Linked DNA regions of Gasterosteus aculeatus: region 2 is linked to region 1. The links are chromatin contacts, called in public Hi-C maps. All regions are on one chromosome and are shown on one strand. Each heading gives the region's core, a stretch centred on a gene start, on an enhancer-like site or on the middle of the called end of the contact. The rest is flanking DNA. Distances are from core to core; before and after follow the strand shown.

What was found. Hi-C and Micro-C count contacts between places; a contact is called where the count stands out from the background.
Region 2: a Hi-C map of skeletal muscle shows a contact between it and region 1, with 6 times the contacts expected there. The contact joins the promoter of ifi35 here to the enhancer-like site in region 1. A contact is called at or near these places in 2 of 6 Hi-C or Micro-C datasets (both in skeletal muscle).

Annotation. Positions count from the first base shown.
Region 1 is chr11:17,024,716-17,031,931 of fGasAcu3.hap1.1, forward strand. ppfia3 (PTPRF interacting protein alpha 3) reads left to right here. Exons shown (of 31, transcript XM_078084133.1): 2 at 461-915; 3 at 3,912-4,013; 4 at 4,112-4,351; 5 at 4,791-4,850; 6 at 5,083-5,211; 7 at 5,286-5,378; 8 at 5,800-5,852; 9 at 5,968-6,061; 10 at 6,164-6,298; 11 at 6,827-6,910; 12 at 7,161-7,216. The coding sequence starts at 571. Among protein-coding and RNA genes, the nearest start is that of LOC120827678, 4.4 kb to the left of the region's middle. Within about 2 kb of position 3,031, at least 2 of the 9 cell types and tissues checked have open chromatin away from gene starts, as enhancers often do.
Region 2 is chr11:17,093,941-17,100,965 of fGasAcu3.hap1.1, forward strand. It overlaps ifi35 (interferon-induced protein 35), which reads right to left and starts at 3,423. Exons shown (of 10, transcript XM_040190323.2): 1 at 3,344-3,423; 2 at 3,004-3,033; 3 at 2,497-2,577; 4 at 1,943-2,101; 5 at 1,393-1,509; 6 at 1,185-1,317; 7 at 720-829; 8 at 461-644; 9 at 259-365; 10 at 1-187. The coding sequence starts at 3,021. It overlaps rpl27 (ribosomal protein L27), which reads right to left. Exons shown (of 5, transcript XM_040190325.2): 2 at 6,613-6,695; 3 at 6,292-6,461; 4 at 4,983-5,093; 5 at 4,684-4,767. The coding sequence starts at 6,693. The coding sequence ends at 4,719.

The DNA.
Region 1 (7,216 bases), core at 1,781-4,280:
GTGTGTCCGAACACGACCCGTTTCCGTGCATCATGCGCCATTCACGTGCGCCGGTTCCGACTGCGAGGACGCGGACACGCGCACTGATGGAACGACGGATCGCGAGTATCGCGATGCCAGTCAGCGGGCCCAGATAGCGGGTGGGGGCGGGGACGGTTGTGTCTTTTGAGGGTTCGGAGAAAGGTGTGTGCGTGTGTGTGCGTGTGTGCGTGTGTGTGTGTGTGTGTGTATGTGTGTGTGTGTGTGTGTGTGCGAGAGAGAAATACACGTTTCTGTAAAAGCTCTTGTATGTTCCTCCATCATCTCATCTTCTTCTTTCTTCTCTCTTCAGGTGAGTGTCTCATCTCAGTGAAGCCCGGGCCGGGGGTCAGAGGTCATTGATTAAAACCTGCACCTCTCCCTCTTACCCCCTGAACCCCCTGTCCCCCCTCCCACGGCCCCTCCATCACCCACCCTTAAGAATCAGTTGGCCGTCTGATCGTCAGTGGACCACCAGTGGAGGCGGCGCCGAGCGTCCCGCACCGCCTCTCAGACCCCTCCCCCCCCCGCCTCTAGCTCCCCGGCCTCAAGATGATGTGCGAGGTGATGCCCACCATCTCGGAGGACGGGCGCGGAGGCGGCGGCTCGTCTTCCCCGCCGGGGGGCGGGGCAGGAGGAGGGATGGGAGGCATCGGGGGCTACGGCGGCAGGGATGCCCGCGGCGGCGGCAGCGCGGGCGGCGGCGGCAGCAGCGACGAGGGGGGCAGCACGGGCAACCTGGAGTCGCTGATGGTGAACATGCTGACGGAGAGGGAGCGGCTGCTGGAGAGCCTGAGGGAGACGCAGGACTGCCTGGGGACGGCGCACCTGCGCCTCAGGGACCTCGGCCACGAGAAGGAGTCGCTGCAGAGGCAGCTGTCCATCGCCCTGCCGCAGGTACCGCCCACCTGCTCCGTCACTGGGAGGCTTTCATTATGCTCATTACACGCAGGTCGTAGTACTTCATTGATGAAGGAAAAGTCTAATCTGTCATATCACCTCATCTAAGTGTGTGTGTGTGTGTCTGGAGAGCCGTGGAGGTGATCTTCTCCTTTAGGTGCACCACCTGGTTTAGGCCGGTTTGATAAAAAAGTCCCATTTCAGCAATTTTTAGCGCTTATGTGAAACGTCAAATCTCCAATGTTATTTAAAGAGAAGATCGTCGACCTGAAGAATCTCCAAATCTGACCTCAGTAATGCTGCTGATGTGCATCACATCACAGCGCTGAATTATTCACGCGTTAACCTGTCAGCGAGGTTGAATGCTGCAGCCATTGTCCAGGTGAGCTGGGTCCGACTTCTTTCTTCTTCTGCGGTTTTAAACCAACGCGGCCGCTTCCACGGAGCACCAACGGTAAAGTTTATAACTCCTCATGGAAATATCTAAATGTGCTTGTGTGATATTCAACTTTTAACTTGCGTTGGACAAAGAATTTGCGGTATGTGTTTTCTACCTTGAGAAGGACTCTTGCGATGTTCTCTCACCTGAAACCATCACAGCAGTGAAAGAGAAGACAACAATAAGAGAATCGTTTGTTCCTAAATATCCGTACCTCCTAAAACGGAAATCCTCATGTACCAACGCATCAAAATGGTACTTTGCTGTCTTAGAATCGGTTCCTTAATGAGGCTGGCTGGTGAGCCGGTATCCATGGCGACCAACTGTAGTCGTTGGTACCTGTTTCCTCTTTTTAAAGCTGCTTTAAACCCTGTTTTGTCCGGTTTGGGACTCTTTTGGATCCACAGCTCATCAGACTTTTCTAAGTAGGTTCTGTGTGTTGGAAGAACAGATCTGTCAGTAAGTTACCTGACAGTAAGGATCTGTATATCGGCCTCCCTTCCCGTAAGGATTGCAAAGAGAGTCTTTGAGGATTGTGGGGAGACGTTCGGAGCAGTCGTGCTTTTCTTTGCGCTCATCTTCTTTTTCCAAAGCGTGTGACAAGAAAACAACCCCAGAGGGAACACCGGACTCAGCCGACATTAAAGAGCTGCGTTACCTCAGCGATGGAGAGATCGATATGGTCATCATCTGCAGAAACACACACACACACACACACACACACACACACACACACACACACACACACAGGCAGGAGGCAACGAGCTGCACACACAGCAGCTACGTTCTACTGTAGATGAGTTCAGCCAGTTCGTCTCTGTGTGTTCAACGTTGCCAAGAGAGAAAAATCAGGAGAGGGATGGAAGCAGTTACAGCATGGCGCACACACACGCACACACACACACACACACACACACACACACACACACACATGCACACAAAGAGAGAAAAACCTGGTGAAATGAGACTAACAAATCTATTTCACTTGCATATCGCTGCATGCTAATGAGGTGGCTTCTAGTGGCTGTTTTAGACGGTGTATCATGACGGGGACGCGGGGGTTGAGTGGGCGGGGGTTGACATGGGTGAAGGGTGGGGGGGGGGGTTGCAATGAACGAAAAATGACGGTGCCATACGGTGAGAAAGATAGAAGCAGTGCGGTGCCGGTGGAGCAGCTCGCTCCGTCTTCTACTTGAATTAATCCCAGAATTAAGAAATCCTGCAGGCACCAGAAGGAGCCATCTGCACGCGGCAAGTCGTCCCTCCTCACTTCCCTCTCCTCAAACCGGGCTTCCTCCTTTCGCCTCCCCCCCGGGCGTCGAGGGGTACCAACGCTCTGCACATGCTGCACTTCAATGCGTGTGAGAGGAGGCGCTAATGTGGGTAAACTGATCACCGATCCACACTTGGCACTGGAGGTCCTGGTCTCCGGACCTGCCACTGGAGGTCCTGGTCTCCGGACTTGCCACTGGAGGTCCTGGTCTCCGGACCTGCCACTGGAGGTCCTGGTAGTTCTCTAATCTGGTTCTCATGTCCATCTGTGCCACGCATTGTGGGACTGGTCCCAGTCTTGGATCTGGTTTGTGTCGTGTTGATTACCACACTGCCGTGCTTGCATCACTGCGTGTATGTGTGACATGTGTGTGTGTCCCGGGGGGAATGTGTGTGTGTCCTGGTTGTCATGTGTGTGTCCCGGGGGGGAATGTGTGTGTGTGTGTGTCCTGGTTGTCATGTGTGTCATGTGTGCGTCACGGCGCCATCGCACGCGAGCAGAGAGGACAATCAGCGCGCGGTCGAGCACTCGCTGCACACGGCGGCGTGTGTCTGCTCTGATGTGTTGCCATGGATACCACTCAGTCTGACCAAAGTATTTGTCAGCGTAACTATCACGTAGCTTCCCCATCGATTCTACGCGATTGCGTTCAATCGCGGAGAATCGTAACAGTTCCACCCGGGCCGCTGTCTTCTGGAGGTCCCAGACGTCCCAGAGCCGCAGCTCCTCTCGTGCTTCTTTAAACTCCGGGCGGTTTGTTTTAATGGCGAGCAAAGCGCACAGCCAGTCAAGGTTATTGAGCAATTAATCCCATTTCAGGTGCAACACGTGCAATAAAGCTGGTTGTTAGATTTTATACGGAGGCCTGGTCCAGGAGTCCCGCTGGCTGCTGTTTTGTGGTTTATTCCTGTTGGAGAAGTTCCATACACGTTGGTTGAAGCGCGTCGAAAGTCTCTGATTCTGTGGTTAATTGCGCTGTGTGGGATGACGGAAAACACCGGCAGTAAACGTTACAGTCTGCGGTCGCTCTGCTCTTCTGTTTGGAGGCGTGTGTTTATTATTATTTTTTTCTGGATTACCGGCCAAGTGAGAAGAGGAGACCTCCTGCTGAGATATTTTTATTTTTTGGTTTCAAACCTTCTGACTCAGCATTTATCAATCAGACAGGGGAGGAATCCATTAAGGAAGGCCTGTTTTAGGCAAAGTGTGAATATGCAGCACTTCTTAACGGACGCGTGTGTGTGTGTGAGTCGATAGCGGCTTCCTCTTGTGACCCGGCAGGAGTTCGCAGTGCTGACCAAAGAGCTGAACCTCTGCCGGGAACAGCTGCTGGAGAGGGAGGAGGAGATAGCCGAGCTGAAGGCGGAGAGGAACAACACACGGGTCAGCATCACACACACTCAAGTTCTGCTCCGATTCCCCTCGCCGCTTGTCCATTTGTTTTCCCCCTGAACGAACCCCCGAACCGCTCGTGTCTCCAGCTGCTGCTGGAGCATCTGGAGTGCCTGGTGTCCCGCCACGAGCGCAGCCTGAGGATGACCGTGGTGAAGAGGCAGACCCAGTCCCCGGCTGGGGTCTCCAGCGAGGTGGAGGTCCTGAAAGCCCTCAAGTCGCTGTTCGAGCACCACAAAGCTCTGGACGAGAAGGTGAGGGAGCGGCTACGGGTGGCGCTGCAGCGGGTGGCGTCCCTGGAGGAAGAGCTGCAGTCCTCTTCCCAGGAGGTGAGTCCACGTTCCTTCAAGCTTTTTCTGTGCCTCTCTCTGTCAGGGACGCGTCGTGGGAAGGCAGGACTCAAATGCAGATGTCGAAACACAAAAATACTTTAATAGTCATAAACTCCAACACAAAATGGCCAAGGGGCAAAAACGCATACAAGTACCAGGGGGACAAAAGGCAGGCAGGAACTAGAGGCATCCAGGACGATGGACAACGACAAGTGACAAGAGACACACACGGCTTAAATACACTAGGGAGGTGCAGGTGGACACAGGTGGAAACAATCAGACAATCACAAGGGACGACAGGACCAGGCAGGAAGTGAAGTTACCCGGGGAGACAAGAAGCAGAAGCTACAAAATAAGACAGGAAATAAAACCGCACCGTGACACTCTGTCTGGGGTGTGAGTTTCTCCTGATCGGCTCCCCTCCCTGTGGTTCCAGGTCGTGTCCCTAAGGGAGCAGATCAAGCGGCGGCAGCAAGGACTGGACGGCGGCAAAGAGGTACCGGGATGCTTGTCTTAAAGGTGTTAGTCAGTGTTAGTAGACCTGCATGATGCATCGGCGCGAGAAATCTATTTCTGCTTCGACGCCGTTGAGGCTTCCGGAAGCCTCAACGGCCTGTGAGGCCGCGCCGAGATCGCCATCCTCAGCGGCAGCATGTTAGCAGGCCAACCGTACACCCCAATCGGCGTTCTCATCAATTGAAGCGAAAATCTTTTGTCCCTCCGTGCAGCGGCTTCCCAACGGGCCGTCGTCCATCCTGGACGACGGCGACGTGGACCGTCAGCGCGAGGGCGAGATCGAGCGACAGAGGTCGGAGCTGGGTCAGCTCAAAGAGAGACTGGCCCTCATGTGCAGACAGGTAGGCCGACGCGCCGCGCTATTCGCCGAGACGGCAGACGGAGGCGCCTCACGTCTCGCCGCCTCCCCTTCCAGGTCGGGGAGATCGAGGAGCAGCTGACGTCCGCCCGCCGGGAGCTGGCCCGATCGGAGGAGGCCAACCAGAAACTGCAGAGGGACGTGAAGGAGGTGAGATACTCTTTTTGATTCGCTCAAATACGCCCGGTTTGCTATGGCAACAAAAGGCCAGTTACTCCGCGCGCCAGAGCCCCCGTATCCACGGCAACGCGGCCTTCCCGATCAGACAGATTGAAAAGGTGTGAGGGCGTTCTTTTTTCCAACGAGAGGAGGTTGAGTCGACTTTGGCGAAATCTGTTTCTCTGAGTCGTACTGCTGCCCCCCTCCTCGTCGCCCCCCCCCATCTCTCTTTGACCTTTTGCAACGGCATTTAAAAGCTGTCAACAACAACAACAACTACTAACCGCTCATTATCATTCTTCTGCTAATAGCTGCTCCCTTTGATCAACGCCTGTAAACCTTTCTGACTATCTGCTCTCGGTTGCTTTCTAAATGTGCGCATGCTTTGCGGCCTTCAACCCCCCCCCCCCAGGCTCTCTGTCAGAGGGAAGACATGGAGGAGAGAATCACCACGTTGGAGCGCAGGTTTGTGTTTCCCCTCCGCGAACTCTTCCTTGCCTCCTTGCAAAGGAAAAAGCGCTGCGGGCGCCTCACCCACCGCTCCGTCTTGTCTGCCGCCCCGTGTTTTTCCGCTCTGCAGGTACCTGAGTGCCCAGAGGGAGGCGACGTCTCTCCACGACACCAAAGACAAGCTGGAGAACGAGCTGGCCAGCAAAGACTCGCTCTACAGACAGGTGTGGGGGGGGGTCTTCTCTTTTCTTGCCCTCCGCAAAAAACCTGGCGACCCGAGTTTCACCTCCGCTCCCGTCTCTCCTGCTGCCCCCCTCCTCCTGCAGGGCGAGGAGAAGAACCGGCAGCTCCAGGAGCGCCTGGATGACGCCAAGCAGAAGCTGCAGCAGACTCTGCAGAGGGCCGAGACGCTGCCGGAGATCGAGGCGCAGCTCGCCCAGAGAGTGGCAGCCCTCAACAAGGTGTGTGTGTGTGTGTGCGTGCAAACAATCGACCAGCTGTACACAATCAGATGAAAACAGTGCAATCTTCACCTGACAGCAGCCCGTGTGCACACGTGTGTATAAACGCGCGTGTGATCGTGCATAGCCGAAGCGGAACATATCAAACGACGGGTGAACAGCAAACATTTGCATGTAATCCGCTCAGCTATTTGCTCCTCGCTGCGCCTCGACACGCCAGGAACCGCACGCCGCCTCGGATCTCGTTTGATTTGCTCGTGTGTTAAATCTCAAGCATTCCTGCGACTACAATGCTCCCTCGTGCCAAAAAATCCCCCCCCCCCCGGTAGCCGAACCTGTCAAATAGTCTACACTTACTAGTGGCGTGTCGGGGCAGGAGCCCCGTGAGAAGAGCCAGAGTCTCCCGCCACGCTTAGATGTGTACAGGCATGTAGCCGATTGGTCGACCCGGTCAACAAGCCGTTTCCTTTTGTGTTCATTTGTACTGCGCCCCCCTCCCACCTCCTCCATCCCCCCACGATCACTCAGGCGGAGGAGCGACATGGTAACTTTGAGGAGCGACTGCGACAGATGGAGGCGCAACTGGAGGAGAAGAACCAGGAGCTGCAGAGGGTGAGTCACTCTCTTTTCTCTCCCTCTGGTTTCATCCCTCCCCCTCCTTCGTGCCGTTGCCCCTTTTGTCAGCCTCCACAAAGGCGTGCTAATTTTCTAAACCCTGTATTTGGTCGTTTCCATTCAGATACAAATCTTTGTGCGTCGTCCTCAGTCGAGCAGAATGCTTGTTACTGTAACGCCCACCTTCGTTTCTTTCTTGTCATTCGCTCTCACCCGTCTCTCAACCCTTCCGCGCCCATCACCTCAGGCGAGGCAGCGGGAGAGGATGAACGACGAACACAACAAGCGCCTCTCCGACACGGT
Region 2 (7,025 bases), core at 2,173-4,672, 70 kb after region 1:
CGGAGACGCCCTCGAACAGGGCCGAGCTGCGCCCCCCCGGCGGGTTGTACAGGAAGGCTTCGATCTCTCCTCCGCCGTTGGCCTTCCTCTGGAAGTGGATCTCCAGCAGGTCCAGCAGGCTCTCCGGCTCCATCACGCCTGGGATTCCCGTCAGCAGCACCGTGCGCCGACAAACCGCCACCCTGGTCTGTGGGGGGAGGGTGGGGGGGGTTAAAATGACAACTCCAACGTGGCGGCGAGGACACAACCGACGCTCACCTGCAGGCCTGTGATGGTCCCGTTGAGGAAGGGAGTCACCCGGACGCTCTGCCTCGTCCGCTGCAGCTCCACCTGGTGGTGCTCTCTCTCCGTCAGACCTCTGGCAACTGGTGGCAGACAAAGCTCCTCAGCTGGGATTCGTACCGACGCACAGCTCACCTTCGGGCGCGCACGTCCTGCTAGCGGCGCGTGGAATGCTCACCGTCGCTCTCCACGAAGGTGATGACCACGTCCTCGGAGTCGGGCAGCAGTTCACACTTCTCCACCTCCCCGCCTCCGTGCCTCTTCTTGGAGAAGTGGATCTCCAGCTTGTTCAGCAGCGTCTCCGTCTCCATCTTGGGCAGGTTGGAGATCAATATGTGCCGAGGACTCACCTCGGAGTCGATCTGCGGGGGGCAGGCGGACGAGTGAGCGCGCGAATAACCTCCCTCGAGGGCAGCTGGAGGTGTATCTCCACCTACCTCCACCAGCTGGGGCAGCACCAGCTGAACCCGCCGGGCCTCCAGAGCGATGCTGCACTCGGACCCCAGCGCCACCCGGTGCTCCTTCATGTCCAGGATCCGACTGGCCACTGAGGACAGAAGCAACGCGGGATCACATGTCTCCGTTGACGCCACACGGCTCTGAGCGGCCGCTAACGCTAGCATCCCCTCATGTTAGCGTGCTAACGTGCTCACGCTGACATGCTGCCCGCTCCGAATGTGTGACAGGCTGGAAAAGACTTGAAATGGTGACATCGCGTAACCATGGCAACGCCACGTGTTAAACGTCTTCAAAGGAGATAATAATAAATAAAATATTATTTTTTTGTTGTCAAAAACAGCTTTTATAACTAAATGAAATCAATAAAGCTGCCATTAAATCGTGAATCACTTACTGCTTCTGAGAAAATGAATTGTGGGTAATCAGCTGGCCGAGGAACTCACCCACTTCGTCCTCGAAGGTAACGAGAGCCGTGCCGCCCTCCATCGGGTAAACCACGCGCGACTTCATCTGGAAGGCGTTGCTCCCCTTCGTGCCCACGAAGACCACCGGCCTCTCCGGTACGGCGGTGAACACCTGGAATCCCAACGGGTGCGGGTGAAGCGAACGCCGGCCGCGTGGCGGCGCGTTTAAACGGAGGGGCGGACGCACCTCGACCTGCTGCTGCAGGTGCTGGTTTTGGGCCTCTTCCTCCTTCAGAGCTTCCTCCACCCGCTGGATCTCCTTCAGCAGCTCCTTCTCCTCCTGCTGCATCAGGACGGCTTCGGCCTGCAGGACGATAAAGACATAAAAAATGTGTTGAACTATAAATCCCACGGAGGAAAAAACGGATCTTCTCAAGTGAGTTTATGAAAGCGATGCTGATGTGCTGATTCTTTACAAATGATAAATGTCTATGAGAAGGTTTTCGCCTGGTTAAACATATTGTTTTTCTTGTTGTTAGTTTTGGAGTCCAAGTCTTATGATTGTATTAACACACTAAAGTACTTCACTTTAAACCGTTCAGTATCATTTATTCAAATTATTTGAATATGGATGTATTTTCTTTATGAGCGTCACATGTTTTTTCCTTTTCAGCTGATGGAAAAACACCTGGGACAGTTTGACTTTATGATGCGTTGATGTTACACAACCTAAAGCGACACTTTACCTTTTAGCCTGAGCAGATAATAAAACCAACAGGTTCCCCAGAGCGCCGTACCTTCCTATCCTCAATCTGCTGTTCGTAGGAGCGCTGGTCCTTCTCCAGGTCCTGGAGCAGTCTGTCGGAGCGCCGCCTGAACTCGCGGGTCGTCTCCCTCTGCTGCTCCGTGAGGACGCGGAGCTCCTGCTGCTCCTGGATCAGCTGCTCGTGTCTCCTCTGTGGACACAGTTCACCAACGTCTCGTCTCTGCAGCGCTTTAACCGCGTGAACTTCGCCAAGGCGAGGAGGGACGCCAGCGTCTGACACCGAGGGTTGCCGGGTTACCGTTTACAAACGTTTTGGCAATTGCCAACCAATTATTGGGTGTTGACTTCCTACTTAATTATGGTTTAATCACCGAGATTATGTTCATACTACGTGATCAAACCTCCAGCATATGCAGACACCACCGTGAGCTTCTTGATTTGGGATCAGAAGAGGCCATTGGTACAAACCTTGTGTAGGATTATAGCATTTAGATGTAGAGTAACAGCTCTAACGCGGGCGTTTTTTTCTAAATCTTTGCATTGTGTTTTCACATGAAGTACAATCTGCTTTCTTCACTAGTGCACCTTGTAGCGGTCGATCGAGGCCTTGATGTCCTCCAAGCTGTCTTTGGAGGCCGTTTTTTCATCTACCACCAAAGAAAAGTCCTGAAACCCCAGAACACACAATTTAATGAAGAGTAGAAAAAGCAAATGTGCATAATACAAGTGAATGAGGCATCACGAGGCAGAGGGTTTGATTCACAGACGCTTTTTTGTACATGCAAGTAGTATTCAGTGGTGGAAGTACTGTGTTTAAGTATATTTTAGATATACCCGGTCTAAAATCCAGCAATACATATTGTTTTGAAATTGGGCGATTTTGCTAACTAACTTGAGTAATTTTGAAGGTAATACTTTAGTACTTTTACTTTACAAAGTATTTCTACGCGCTGGTACTATTAATGCTTTGCTCCTGTTGTTTCTCAGCAATGAACTTCTTCCGTTTAATAAAAAGAGAAAGTATTGAACAGGAAGAATCCAGATATTTATCTCGTGTGTCTTTAACAACAAGGAAGAACATGAACGTCTCACCTCCTCGTCGTTAAACATGCTGAAAGTAATCTGGAACAAATCAAAACACACCAGTTATTGCTCGCTGTCAGTCACAGTCCTTCTATAAAATGTACTTAACATGTACGTCAATGAGTAAGAAAGGCTTTAAAATGATAAACATTAATATAAACCCGCCACGGGCCTTTCAGGTTAACAAACCGTCTCGCGCCTCAAAAACAGTCTTTAAAGACGCGAGAATAACTTTAAATAGAAACTTTAAATAGACTTATGACCGAGTCGCTGTCATCTTTGAATTAATATGGTGTATTAATCTTTGTCGTGTAGCTCTACATTAATAAACTGTCGGAGAATAATTTACCTGCGGTTCTATCTGTGCCGTGAAGTCTTTTCTCTTTCGGTTTCTTTTCACCAGCGGCCCTGAACGCGTCTCGTCTCTCGCTCCGCCACTAGGGGCGCTGCAGCCTCGCGATGCTGCGTTCGATGGCTGCCGGGAATACTGTCATTTTGCAATTCAATACAATATTTATAGAGTTGTAAAGTTTTATTCTTTTATCTCACTGCGCAACGTCAACTAGTGCGCATGATTAGACTCAATGAAACATTAATACAAATAACCTGCAGCTGTAATAAATGCAAAGCCACTGGTGTAAGAAGTACCGTTTGAAATACAGGAGAAGCAGTCAGGTGTCAAAGTATTCTGTTTCAAGTAGAAGGTCAAAGTTCCAAAGTATTTATCACAATTTACATCAAGTCCCCAAACTAAACACTGTACACACGGGACTTTACAAGATGTACTTTGGGATTATAATCATTCATGTGTTCACTTTAAAGGTGAAGCTCATTTCTACAGCTTCACAGTGCTGGTTTCTAAACATACGAGCTAATGCTGCATTTATTGATCAGTTGATTATTAATTGTGTGAAAGTATTTGTTCCACTACCAATTCCACTACAGTAAAAATCTTCTTAAAAGTACTCCATCTTAAAGTAAAACCACAACGGACGAATGTATGTTAAGTACATGGGGGTCGTGCCGCAGGCGGTACAGAGGATGCGCTGGGAAGCACAAGGTTGGTAGTTCGAGTCCTGGCTTCCCATTGTCAAAGTGTCCCTGAGAGACACCCAACCCCTAATTGCTCCCTGGGCAAAATGTAAAAGCCATGGGTTAAAAGTCTATTATAAGTCGCTTTGGATAAACTAGTCGGCTAAATGACCTGTAATGTACCCAAGTCAAAGTACTCCTTATGCAAACTGTTAACAGAAGAGTTGATCTTACCATAAACTGATAATTTGAAGTACAAGTATTTCGTTTTTTTTACAGTCCAATTAATGGATTTAATTAATTAAATCCAATTAAGTTTTCACATAAACGTTGGGAGTCAACAAAAGATTGAATACACCAGTAAATTACCTCAACAAGGAACGAGTGTACTGCACTTAATGTACAAATACTAACATTAACACGTCGGCCAGTTAAACCAACATTTATTTGAGATCTACTCATTCTGAGTTAAGTTAAGTCAAAACCACATAATGTTTGATCACAACAGTGACTTACGGATCATTTTTTTAAAGCAAACTGAAATATTTTAAGTTGTGTGTTAAACTTTCTAAAAAAAGGAACACATGAGCCTGATCAATAATCCTCCCGACTGGGAGACGTAGTACTTTTAGAAAAATAAACTGACAAACAAACATCCATTTTTAAACATTTATTTGTGAAAGCGGGTGAAGTTAGAATCTGAGCTTCTGGAAGAACCACTTGTTTTTGCCAGTCTTGTACCTGAAAAACAGAAGACACACACAAGTTTAGAACATTTGAGGCAATAAAACGTCACAGAACTGAGCGGAGGAACGTCGATACGAGAGCAGCTGATGTGAAGGACTTTGCTAACCAACATCTCAAACTGTACAGATCACCTATAAAGCCTCAGTTTGCCCTCTGGGTTACTGCACCAGAAGCAACACATTACACACCGAGTAAAAACAAGGACCCACCTCTCCTCAAACTTGATCTTGGTCTCCAGCCTGGCTTTGCGCTTGAGGGCAGGATCCCTGAAGACGTCCTTGTTGACGACAGTTTTGTCCAGAGGAATATCAACAGAGTATCTGAACACAGAACAACAAAGTTATTTAAACCCTCCGCAGAGATGATCTTTCTGCAGTTGGTCAAATAAACAGAGCAGCTGGAGGGAACATTAAAAAGACGAGTTACTTTATAACAGATTGGTAAAACGGATCATTTAAATATAAACAAGTGTTTTTCAGTCATTGCAGATTTCAGAGTAAAAACGGCTTATATTGACATTTCAGACCGACTACAGTTCAAAACAATGATTTGCACGTTTAAGTATTCTTATTCGGTCTTATTCAGCGGGAATAATTAGATCCAGAAAATGTGTAATACGGTAACTGCAATCCTGAAATTAAACCCAAGAGTTTGTCACACCAAAAGCAAATGGAAGAGAAAGCTGAAAGAACTTCTGCATGCGAGTGTAAACTACTTCAGTGTAATCGGATGATTCTTTAAAAACAGTTAATATCTTTTATAAAAGTGAAAAACAGATGTGTTAAACACCGTAGGTCTAAATGCCAGTAAGCAAACATCTACTACAATATTTTCACTCAAGTGTATTTCAGCTCATCTGTCCCCACAGTTAAATGTTTATTAACGTACTGAAGAAGTGAGTAGCCGAGGGGACGAGGTTATACGCGTTTAAACATATGATCCACAGACGAAACAGAAAGATCAGAATTAAATCAGAACAAGCAAGCTTAACTTAAAACCTTTCTGAACCAAATGCACCATGGGATATGGAGTTGAATCATTTTCACACTCAATTGTCTGGAGTATTTTCTAATTTTAAAAAACAATACTGCAACATTTGGGGAGGAACATGTAGTTCATAATTAAAACATGTGATTCTGTGTCACAAACCATCACAATTCGCTACGCTATAAAATATCGTGTTCTACCATCAATGCATCAATCATGTTACACATCGACTAATCTATTACACCGTTAAGTTGACATAGATTGTTTAGTTTCATGAACAAATACCACTTACATTGTACTTATAATGGCTCTTATCTATAAACAAGTTGTGAATTGGCTTATTTGATGAAATTGAGCTGCAGAGTTTGTGTCCCTATGATTGAATGCACTCACTAAGTCCCTTTGGATAAACGCGTCAGCTAAATGACATGTAATGTAATGACATGTAATGTCATTTCTTGGCTGCCAAAACAAGCACCAGAGACAATACGGCGGCCATTCACAGGAAGTAGGAGCAGACAAGCCACCGACCTGGTGGGCATCAGGTGGTTGTAGTTGAACACCTTGACGAAGACCTTGATCTTGGACCTCTTGGCGATCTTCTTCTTGCTCATGGTTGTGATCACCTTGCGGGGATAGCGGTCGATGCCCGCGACCAGAGCGTGGCTGTAAGGACGGTCGGCTGTGCCATCGTCAATATTCTGCGGAGAACAACAACAACAAGTGGCTGTGGGCTTAAGCGACACACCAACCGTCTGGATGAGCAAACGGCGTGTTCACGTCTGTTGAGCGCCCGCGTGATGAAGAGCTGCTCCGCGGAGGCACCGGACACATCGCATCCACGCGTCTTACCTTGACGATGACAGCTTTGCGTCCGGCGTAGCGTCCTGCTAGCACCATCACCACCTTCCCAGGCTTCATGAACTTGCCCATTTCTGAGGAGAAATTAAAGACTTTTGTCAAACCTCCGAGTCGCTGCAGACGACTCGTCGCCTCGCAAGCAACACTGGCGATGTCAACATCGCCGAAACACGCCGCTGAAGTTGTGTGGACACGTTCCCTGCTCGGTGCTGCCGCCTCGGTTAGCCGGCTAAGCTAGCATTAGCATTCGGCTAGGGGAGGGCTAGCAAACCTTTTACAGAGCGAGTTAGAGCGGAGTATGAGTTAATTTCACTCGAACACACACTATTCGCAGGGATTTGACTTGTGTTGAAACTTCACAACACACTTCGCAGTCTTAACGCACACATTCGCCCCCTTTAACA